2 separate regions of the Sus scrofa genome follow, and region 1 is linked to region 2. A link is a contact called in public HiChIP or PLAC-seq data. All regions are on one chromosome and are shown on one strand. The core of a region is the stretch at or near the end of the contact, and the rest is flanking DNA. Distances in the headings are between cores, read along the strand shown.

The links. HiChIP or PLAC-seq counts read pairs in DNA pulled down with a chosen protein or histone mark.
Region 1: an H3K27ac HiChIP or PLAC-seq map of alveolar macrophages shows a contact between it and region 2. The contact joins the promoter of KIF23 here to the promoter of GLCE in region 2. A contact is called at or near these places in 1 of 5 promoter capture datasets (fetal skeletal muscle), 2 of 47 Hi-C or Micro-C datasets (embryonic fibroblasts and skeletal muscle) and 1 of 2 datasets of contacts at active chromatin or transcription factors (alveolar macrophages).

The regions. Positions count from the first base shown.
Region 1 is chr1:167,237,693-167,242,290 of Sscrofa11.1, forward strand. KIF23 (kinesin-like protein KIF23) reads left to right here and starts at 2,281. Exons shown (of 24, transcript XM_013993340.2): 1 at 2,281-2,493. The coding sequence starts at 2,483.
Region 2 is chr1:167,005,541-167,010,080 of Sscrofa11.1, forward strand. GLCE (D-glucuronyl C5-epimerase) reads left to right here and starts at 2,390. Exons shown (of 4, transcript XM_001927959.7): 1 at 2,390-2,613.

The DNA.
Region 1 (4,598 bases), core at 1,031-3,530, 230 kb after region 2:
GTTGGTGCACTGTAGCTGGGTCCTGGATCGGGGTGTTCTGTGAAGAAGGCATGGGTTCAGACACGTATGGAGCACCTTCATTGCCGGCACGGGGGCTACAACAGCGCCATCTAGTGATGATGTGGGGATAAGCTGGTAGAGGAGACTACTAAACAGCGATTGCAGATGGCAATGCGAGCTCTGAACAAATCAACAGGCGCAATGACTGAGGGAGGGGAGGGGACAGTAGATGGAGAGCAGGGGTCCAACACCCCGAGCAGGATCATTGGCAGAAGATCTGCTGGGATCTGAGGTAAGGAGGCATTGTCAGAAGGGAGGGAGGAGAGCTTGACAGCAGAGGGCCATGGTGTCTGAGCCCAGTGTGTTCAGGGCACTGAAGGTCCTCCTGGCTGGAGGAATGCAGTGGGAAATGATACGCGATGAGCTTGGAGAGGAAGAGCCTCTGGGCCTGTAGAGGGCCTCCAGCAATGGGAATTACTTTAGTATTACATGTAGGGAGATGATCAGATCTATGATTTAGTGGTGAGCTGGCTGCAAAAAGGAACCAGGATTGGAAGATGGCAGCGGGGAGGCCTGTTAGGTTACAGTTGCTGCCATCCAGACAAGAGATGGTAGTGGCCAAGGGGATGAAGAGGAGAGGTTTGAAGGCTATTTAGTTGGTAGAACTGTCAAGATTTGATGATTGAATGTTGGAACAGAAGAAGAGGCAAAAGTCAAAGATGGTACTTTGCACTTGGGCTTGGGTGGGTGCATAGACGATAATGCCATCCACTGAGGGAGAACAAGTTCAGGGAAGAGATTAGGATGTGTCATGTGTGAGGTACTTGTTGGGCATCCAGGTGTAGAATTCAGTAGGCTGTTGGACATATGCAACTGGAGCCCAGAAAAGCAAACATGAATAGTACGTGAAGCTATGGGCGTGCCTGGGGAGAGAGCGCAGCTAGTGACCACCAGGTCAAAACCCTAAACCACAATATTTAAGGGACAAAAGAGAACTCACAAATGAGGCTGAAAAAGAGGGGCTAGAAATCTAGGAGGAAAACAAAGGAATGGGAAATATTTTTTAGGGTGTTAAGAGGTCAAGAAAGATAAGTGTGGGGAAGAGCCAAATTGTTTTAGCATCAATGATCTTGCTGAGAAGAGTTCAAGTGGAAAGACTGAGACTAAAGCCAGGCTGCCTAGTAATTAAGTGGTAAGCGGGAGTTCCGTGTGTGGTGCAGTGGGTTAAGGAACTGGCATTGCCACAGCTGTGGTGTAGATCGAAGCTGTGACTCACATTCCATCTCTGGTTCAGGAACATCCATATGCCATGGGTGTGGCCAAAAAGGTAAGGTAGCAGCCCAGCCCAATTCCTAAGTAATACAGATCCCAACCTCTTATTTGACGACAAATAAAGTTCTAATGGTTCAAAGACTTAAACATAAAAAACAAAGCAATAAAAGCATTAGGAAAAATATACGATTAAACGTCTTTTATCTTTTTTTTTTGGCCTCATTTTCCCAGGCTAGAGGTTGAATTGGAGCTGCAGCTGTGTACTCTCTGACGCAGCAATTCTGTGTAAATAATAGATTTTCAAGTTTATTCTCTATAACTATGTCTATAGTAGCAAACACTGGAACCATCTTTATGTGGAACAGTATGGGCTGGAGATATGTCAATCCTTAATCGTCTGGTCCTGTAGAAAGCTGAGGAGATGGGACCACAGTTCCATAAGAGCACGTACATAGATTCATACTGATAGTCAAAGTGAAATAAAATCAGTTCATCTTAGAAAAGAGTGGTTCTGGACGTTGCTCCTCAAGGACAAGGATCAAAATTTTATTTATCTCGGTATGCCCAGTATCAATCATTGTTAAGACTTTGATATACAGGAAAGAGGTGGAGGAACCAGAGAGGGAGATCCCAGGAAAAGTGAAGAAGAGAGAAATAGGAAGCCAAGGGGATACCATGATCTGGACTCCGAAGAGAGAGTCTGAGACTCTGTGCAGGGCACAGCCCAAGTAAAGGACACTCCTGGGCGGAACGACACTGTTGACCACTGAATTAACCCTGGACTTGCCCTTCTATCGGACTTCTCGTGCTGTGGGAAAGGAAACTCTCAGTGTTCTCATAGGACCATGGAAGCTGTTGTACTTCCTAATGTCTGAGACCCGCTTCCCCATCCCGCTCTCATCACTCACACAGCCGACGCTATTTCCGGCGTCGGTCGCCTGGGAGACGAGCGCCATTTCCCGCAAAGGAGGAGGTTCCTCATAAGCCCCGCCCCTTCCCCGCGGGCGGGCGCTGATTGGGTGGTTTGAAATGCGCCGGGCGCGAGCTCACCTGCGCCGGCAGCGGCGTCTCCCGGCTTTACGGAGCGCCGCGCCTGAAAGGCAGAGTCTGTGTTCCCGAGGCCGGTCTCTACGGTCCGCCGTCCTCGCCAGCCCGCCCGACCGAGCCCGGCGTTCCGTGCTCGCATCCGGGCAGCGTCGAGCCTGCTGCCATGAAGCCAGCGTGAGTACCGGGCCGCGGAGCTGGGGCTGAGCCGCCCCGGGCCGCGCCTTCGGCCCTGAGCCCGGAGCCTCCCGGAGTGTGGCCCCCAGAGTGGGAGGGAACCCCCACCAGGACCTCCTGGGGGAGGGGGGGACCTGGGCGTCGAGACCCGTCCGCTTGGACCATCCCAGCTCCCAGCCGCCCGGAGTCGGCCGCCCCGGCTCCCCGCCCCGGCTTCACTTCGACCAAGAAATGTCGGCCCCTAGTTAGGGGTGAGGGAGGTTTGGACTGCGACTCCGGTTCCAGTTAGCCGGGTCGCCCTCCACCTGGCTCCGGACCAGCGGCTCCAACCTTTTCTGAAGTTCCCCTTTCCCTCCCTGGTCGTCCGCGGCCCCGGGTTGCATTTTGCCGAGTTAGTGCGGGTCGGAGGTCGACTTGGGTGTGGGGCCAAGTGTTGTATCCTGGGGTTGGTTGGGTAAGTGGTCTCAGCCCCTGGAGAGTCTTGGCATCGGTGTGCATTGCGGGCTTTTCTTAGCCTAGGGGGCCGAGACCACTCCCGGTTGTCGTTCGGTTACTTTTCTCTATTCTTTGGTCTCACACAACCCGGTCCTCGGGCATAAATGCACACGCCCACATTCCTCACCGAGTGGAGTGATGTTCCCAGGGCACACTCATTCCTTGACTGCTATTGGGTATCGAAATACTTGTGCAAAGAAGAGGGCTGACTTTATATTTGTCGTCATCATGTAGCTAGTCGTTTGCAAAAGGCAACTTGTTTTCTTAAGAGGCTAAAGTCAAAATCTTTATCTTTGGGAAGAAAAATACGGAGGTTAAATAAATCTACCATAATATCTTGGACTTAAAACACGAATTTGCTTGTTTCACCTGGGGAAGTGTTGAGAAAGTATTTTAATAGTCTGTAGTCCGAGCCAATAACTTCATTTAATGTTAGCGTTAAATGTTTAGTCTATAGATAAATGGGGAAAAGGGGGAGTGGCATGTAGAGAAGTGATAAAGTAAATCATTATTTTTTCTACCATCCCTACTTAAAAAGAGCAAGAAATTGCAGTTTGGGGACCACATTTTGGGGACAAAGGATGATAGTTCTGAGAATTCAATAATTTCTTATTCCTTGAAAGTAAAGACATAAATCTTGATGAAAAAATGGATTTTCTCCATCTGCATTTTTATATTTTATTGAAGTTGATCACTTTTCAGTCTGCCTTGGCAATGGGCTGTTGGCACTGAAGCCCACAGCATATGGGCTTATGCATCTGTATATTTATGCCCTTGGACATAAGTGTGGTCAATTATCCATAGATTTTTCAAATTTGTAGTGTCTGTAAAATTGTTGCTTAAGAAAATAAGCAAGCTATTTTACAAATAGAACTATAAATAGATGTTAAAAAACAATTCAACAGAGTACATTTTAAAGATCTTATTGGGTTCATTTAACAGTTAATGAATTGGGCAGCATCCAGTCTAGCAGATAGAAAGGAGTGCTGAAGAACTTTACAAAATGGAAGACTTATAGGCAGACAGGGGCAGGACAGGAGAATTACTAGCAATGTGTAGATCGTGGCAAGGTTAGCATCCTTTAGTGGGTGGCAGTGGTCTGTCAGGCAGATCACCTCACTAGTGCTGACCAGGTAATTCCAGGTTGGCTAGTTTAAGAGTCTGCTCCTGGGAGAGGTTGAGACTATAAGTTAGGTATTAAGTCTCAGTTTGGTGACACAGGGCTTAGCATAAGTGATTCCATTTGGGGCCTCTTGTCTCTTTTTTCAACAAAGAGCAAGTATATTTAGTACCAAAACTTTCTCCTAAGCCAATTTTTTTTTTGCGGGGGCGGGCGGGGGGGGAAGCTGCAGGTGGGGCATATGGAAGTTCCCAGGCTAGGGGTTGAATCAGGGCTGCAGCTGCCAGCCTACACCACAGCCACAGCAACATGGGATCCAAGCTGCATCTGGGACCTATACTGCAGCTTGATGCAACGCTGGCTCCTTAGCCCACTGAGCTAGGCCAGGGATCAAACCCAAGTCCTCATGGACGGATACTAGTCGGGTTTATAACCACTGAGCACACTGGGAACTCCTTAAGCCAAATTTTATTTACTTTTGGATTATACA
Region 2 (4,540 bases), core at 1,140-3,639:
GTTAGCTGGTTCTGTTCTGCTGCTGGTTGGCAAAGACCAGCCACAAATGGCGAAAGTGAGGCTATGAGTAGACTTTAGTCCTGGGATCAAGGAAGAGATAGAGCCTCCTGCTGGAATCATCCACAGCACTACTGGAAGATGTACAGGACCTACAGCAGAATTCTAGGCTTGGATCTCAAAAACAGAAACCATAGTGGTCTGGCTCCTTGACAGCTCTCAACACACAATTTGCTGAAGGGTGCACTTGGTACCAGATGGAGAGGTTGCGAGGACAGAGCATGACTTTCAGGCCACAGAGTGAAGCATCGTGCCATGAAGACAGATGGTGAGACGGGTGGCTTACTGCCTTTTTAGTATTCAACCTGCCTGTGTACCCTTCACACAGGACCTCTTCAGAAGCTTCCATTTCCAAAGCATCTGAATTTAGAAGTCAAATGTAAATGTTTCAAGCTCCAGTCCAGGCTAAGTATGCTTCATAGCTTTTCTCTTTTCTCACATTTAGACACAGCCAGATTCTGCTACACTGATTAATAAAGGAATCACAGAATGGTATAATTTGTGAAACTGGGCATTGGAGAGATGTCATGTATGGAGAGGATAGAGTCAAGAATAGAGTTTTCTTTCCAGTGTCTGAGCCACTAATTGGCATTCAAAAGTGTGGAACCATGTGTGGAGTAAGAAAAATCTTATTAAAATCTTACAGGTATGGCTATAAGATAAGGAGACACCAATATGCAACAGTTTTCAAATAAATGAATAAAGAGTTTTCCACCCTACATCCAAAAAAAAAAAAAAAAAAAGAGTCAGAAGAGTAGCTAGAGAATCAGGAGAATGTAGTTAGGCAGGTAGAAGTAGATGGCTGGCATTTTCAAAAGGCTGCAGAGTGGTCACTGGGAAAGATGCCCCAAAATAGAAAGAAGAAAGAAGTCTTTTGTGACCATTGAAAGAAAAGCCGATTGTGTGGGTATAAGCAACAGTGTAGTGGGGTAAATAAGAGATGAGAAGGTAAAGACAGCAAAGATAGTTTAAGTTTCTCAAGCACGGTGATTCTGAGAAGAAAGGAGATAGAGTAGTTTGAAAGGCTTGACCAGGTTGGGTGGTTTTTGTTCTGTTCAAAGGATGGAGGAGACTGAATGTGTCTGTGGGAGAGAAAAGCTAGCTTAAAGGGGAAAACTGATAATGGGGAGAGGATAGTTGATTAATCAAAATCTGGGAATGGCTGGGATCCAGTGCACAGGTGCAGAGATTAACCTTGATGAGGAGAAAGAACACTTCTTGCGGTGGAAAGGTGGAATGAATGAAGGCTATAGGACAGGCATAATAATAAAGTGACTGGACTTCAGGGTGGAGAAACTGGCTGTCATTGTAGAGGAAGGCTAGGAAAGCCTGAATTTTCTGGACCGAGTCCAGATTTCATATATAGTCAGCCACTGACTGTATGTGTGGATTCAACCAACCATGGTATTCAGGAAAAAATTCCCCCAAAGTTTAAGAAGTTGCGCTGGCAACTATTTATGTAGTATTTACACTCTATTAGGTATTATAAGTGATCAAGAGAAGATTTAATGTCTACAGGAGGTAGGTTATATGCAAATACTACAGATATTTTACATAGGGCACTCGAGCATCCATTATTTTGGTATCTTCAGGGCACTTAGAAACAATTCCCAAGATACTGAGAGAGAGCTGTATTTAAGTATCATATTCTTCAGCCATTCCTTTTACATTTATTCAGAGCCCTGTATGTGCCAGACACTGAGGTCCACAGAGATACAACTCTTCATGTAATTTTGGAATTTGTTATATTGGTGACTCAGTGAGGATTACTTTTTACTGCTCTAGAAGGCTTTCAGTAGAAGTAAACATCAATCAAAAGAGTCATTTGTCAGACAGACGTCCCGAGTAGGGGTTTGGAAAACACATGCATCTCAACAATGGCTCCCTGTGTGAGGTGGGGAGGGAGGAGAGGCCCGGATGGGGGAAAGAGGTTTAGACAGGGTAACCTGAGAAGTGTGGGCGTTCAAACAGGTGAACCTCTTGAGTACTTCAGGCCACGCTGTAGCCAAGGGAAATACCGTCTCAGCCCACCGCGGTGTGAGAACCGCCTTCTTCTCTAACCAGGTATAAGTACGGAGGCTGGGTAGGACCACACACAAGATAAGACGGCATCCAGAACTGCTTCCCACAAACTTCTACTGCCCCAGACTGCTTAAGGTCACTGCTACTTTAGCCCTCGTTTATTGATGAGGGGCGGGGGAGTGGAGAAGCTGTGGGCGAATCACCTTTCTTGTTTTACGATTGGTCGTATTAGGATCCAGGTTCCGCCTCCCGCGCCGCCGCCGCCAGGCTCTCGGAGTTGTCACTCAGCCACCGTGGCCGCCCCTCTCCCTGGCCCCGCCTCTCGCTGTGGCTGGGATCTCGCGGGAAGAGCTGTGGGCACGGCTGTGGCTCGGTCTCCCGGTTGCGCGCGGAGCGGGAGGGTTCTCCCCACACAAGCGGTTCCTCGCGGAGGGGTTGGAGCTACCGCAGACGCAGGCCTGAGCCGTCCCTTCTTCGCCGCCTCCTTCTCTTCCTCAGGGCTTCCTGGCCCGCTCGCCCTCCGACGCTGCCCAGGTGAGGAAGCCCAGAGCGCGTCTGCGCTGAGGAGTGGTCGGGGAGCGGGGACACGGAGCAGCCGGGGCAGGCGGGCTCCCGACGGGGGCGGCTCCTTGGGCAGCGCGGCGCTGCTTGGTGGGCGTGAGGCTTGTCGGGGTTCAGGAGTGCTGGGGGCGAGGAGGCGGTGGGGTGGGATCTGGGTGCGGGCGCGCAAGGGCGGTGTAGCGCGTGCCAGGGCTCCTGGGGTGAGGAGGCGTTTTATTGAGGGTCCTGGGGCTCTTCCGGCTTTGGGGTAGGGGGTGGGTGGAGGCGTAGAAGGTCCCGGTTCTTCGATGTCGAGGGAGATTTATCAGGGTCCTTCAGTTCCGTGAGGTGGTATGGCGAGGTTTCGGGACGAAGGGTCCTTTCTCGCGGTCCCATGCTCTTTGAGGGCAGAGGATTCAGTTTAGCAAGGTCCTAGGTCTCTGAAGGGGCAGATCCGTGGGGTCTTTAGGGTCTTTTGAGCGGGAGTGGGCGTCTTGTTTCGCATCCTGGGAAGAAGAAGCGGTGTATTGGGGTCCCGGGAGGATTGATCTATTTATCGAGGTCTCCAGGCTGGAGGGCGTTGTATATGCGTTCTGCAGGGTCCAGGGTCGCCTTGGTGGGCTGCTAGGGGCGAAAGGGTTTATCGCGGAGACCAGCGTTTTTATTAGGGTTTCTGTTTTGCCCAGAGGGGGGCGGTAACTTGGCATGGTCTTCAGTCTTTTGTGGGGCGACAGGGCGAGTTAGCGGGTCCCCGGGTGATCTCGAAGGAAGGACGAAGCTCTGCAGGCGCTGGGTCGGCTCAGGGCGGCAAGTGGGCTCCGGTGGCATCCCGAGCCAGCTCAGTGGCTGGTCAGCATCCTGGAACAGATCTTTCTCTCAGATGAGATTTACTCAATGCTTAGTTGAAGGATTTATCCATGTTGTTGGCTAGTTAGAGAAATAGTGGATTTGTTCTGCAATTTTCTTGTCTCTGCTTCGGAATCCCTGTGGGCGCGTGCTGGTCTCGCTGCTCTGGGAGCGAGAGAGTGGCAGGCAGCAGCTTAAGTGGGCTTGTGGACTGTAGGTTCTTTAGGAGACGGGTGTCTTCCGGGTGAGCGTGGAAGCTGCTGAGGACAGGGAAGGCTGTGTGGTTTTGGCTTCCTTTTCTAGGTGGTCTGCTTTGCTGATCCTGCATTATTAGATCTGTCCTGAGGTCTTGCCGGAGTATTAGGCAGTCAAGTAGTGCTGGAAGTGTGTTCTGGCTTCGCTCTGTCCTTTGGAAAGCTTGTGGAGAGGGATAATTTCAGCCTCCAAATAACGCATTGGAATTTGAAGTTCCAAAGCTAGAGCTCTGCAGAAGCGTCATTTGAAACCTGGAAGGATTGCTCACAGAGCTCTTTTAGAGAAAATCCCGTTTAACCGTTGTATTGTAGAGGTACAGTTAGTCTTGATTTCTTTGCAGAATCCTTGGTAACTACCCCAGGCTTCAGTGGAATTCAAATAAAATGACCTGTGCATATGTGTTCTTCTTCTTCTTCTTTTTAATGTATAAATTAGAAAGTCTGTGTGCTTTTTTGCTTGACAATTCTTCTGGTTAGATAGTTGCTTTATCATAGGGGCCTGTAAATGAAGTCTCATGTGGCAGGCATTGGAACCTGTACGCATAGTAATTCTGTAATTTGGGATAAACACATTTGAGTATGTCAAAGCAAAGAATTTTGCCTGCCTTAGTCTTTTTCTTAGTGACAGTTTGTTTTTTTTAATAACATTTCTTTTGATTTTAGGACCAGAAACATTAGTGATATTATACCTAAACCTTGACTCTTGTAATCATTAAAAAAATACAAGAAATTTTACATAGTCATACCTAACTCTTTGGAAATGTTGAGTTCTTTGGTTTTGGTTTTGGTTTTGTTTTGGTTATAAATCAAACCAAAATGCT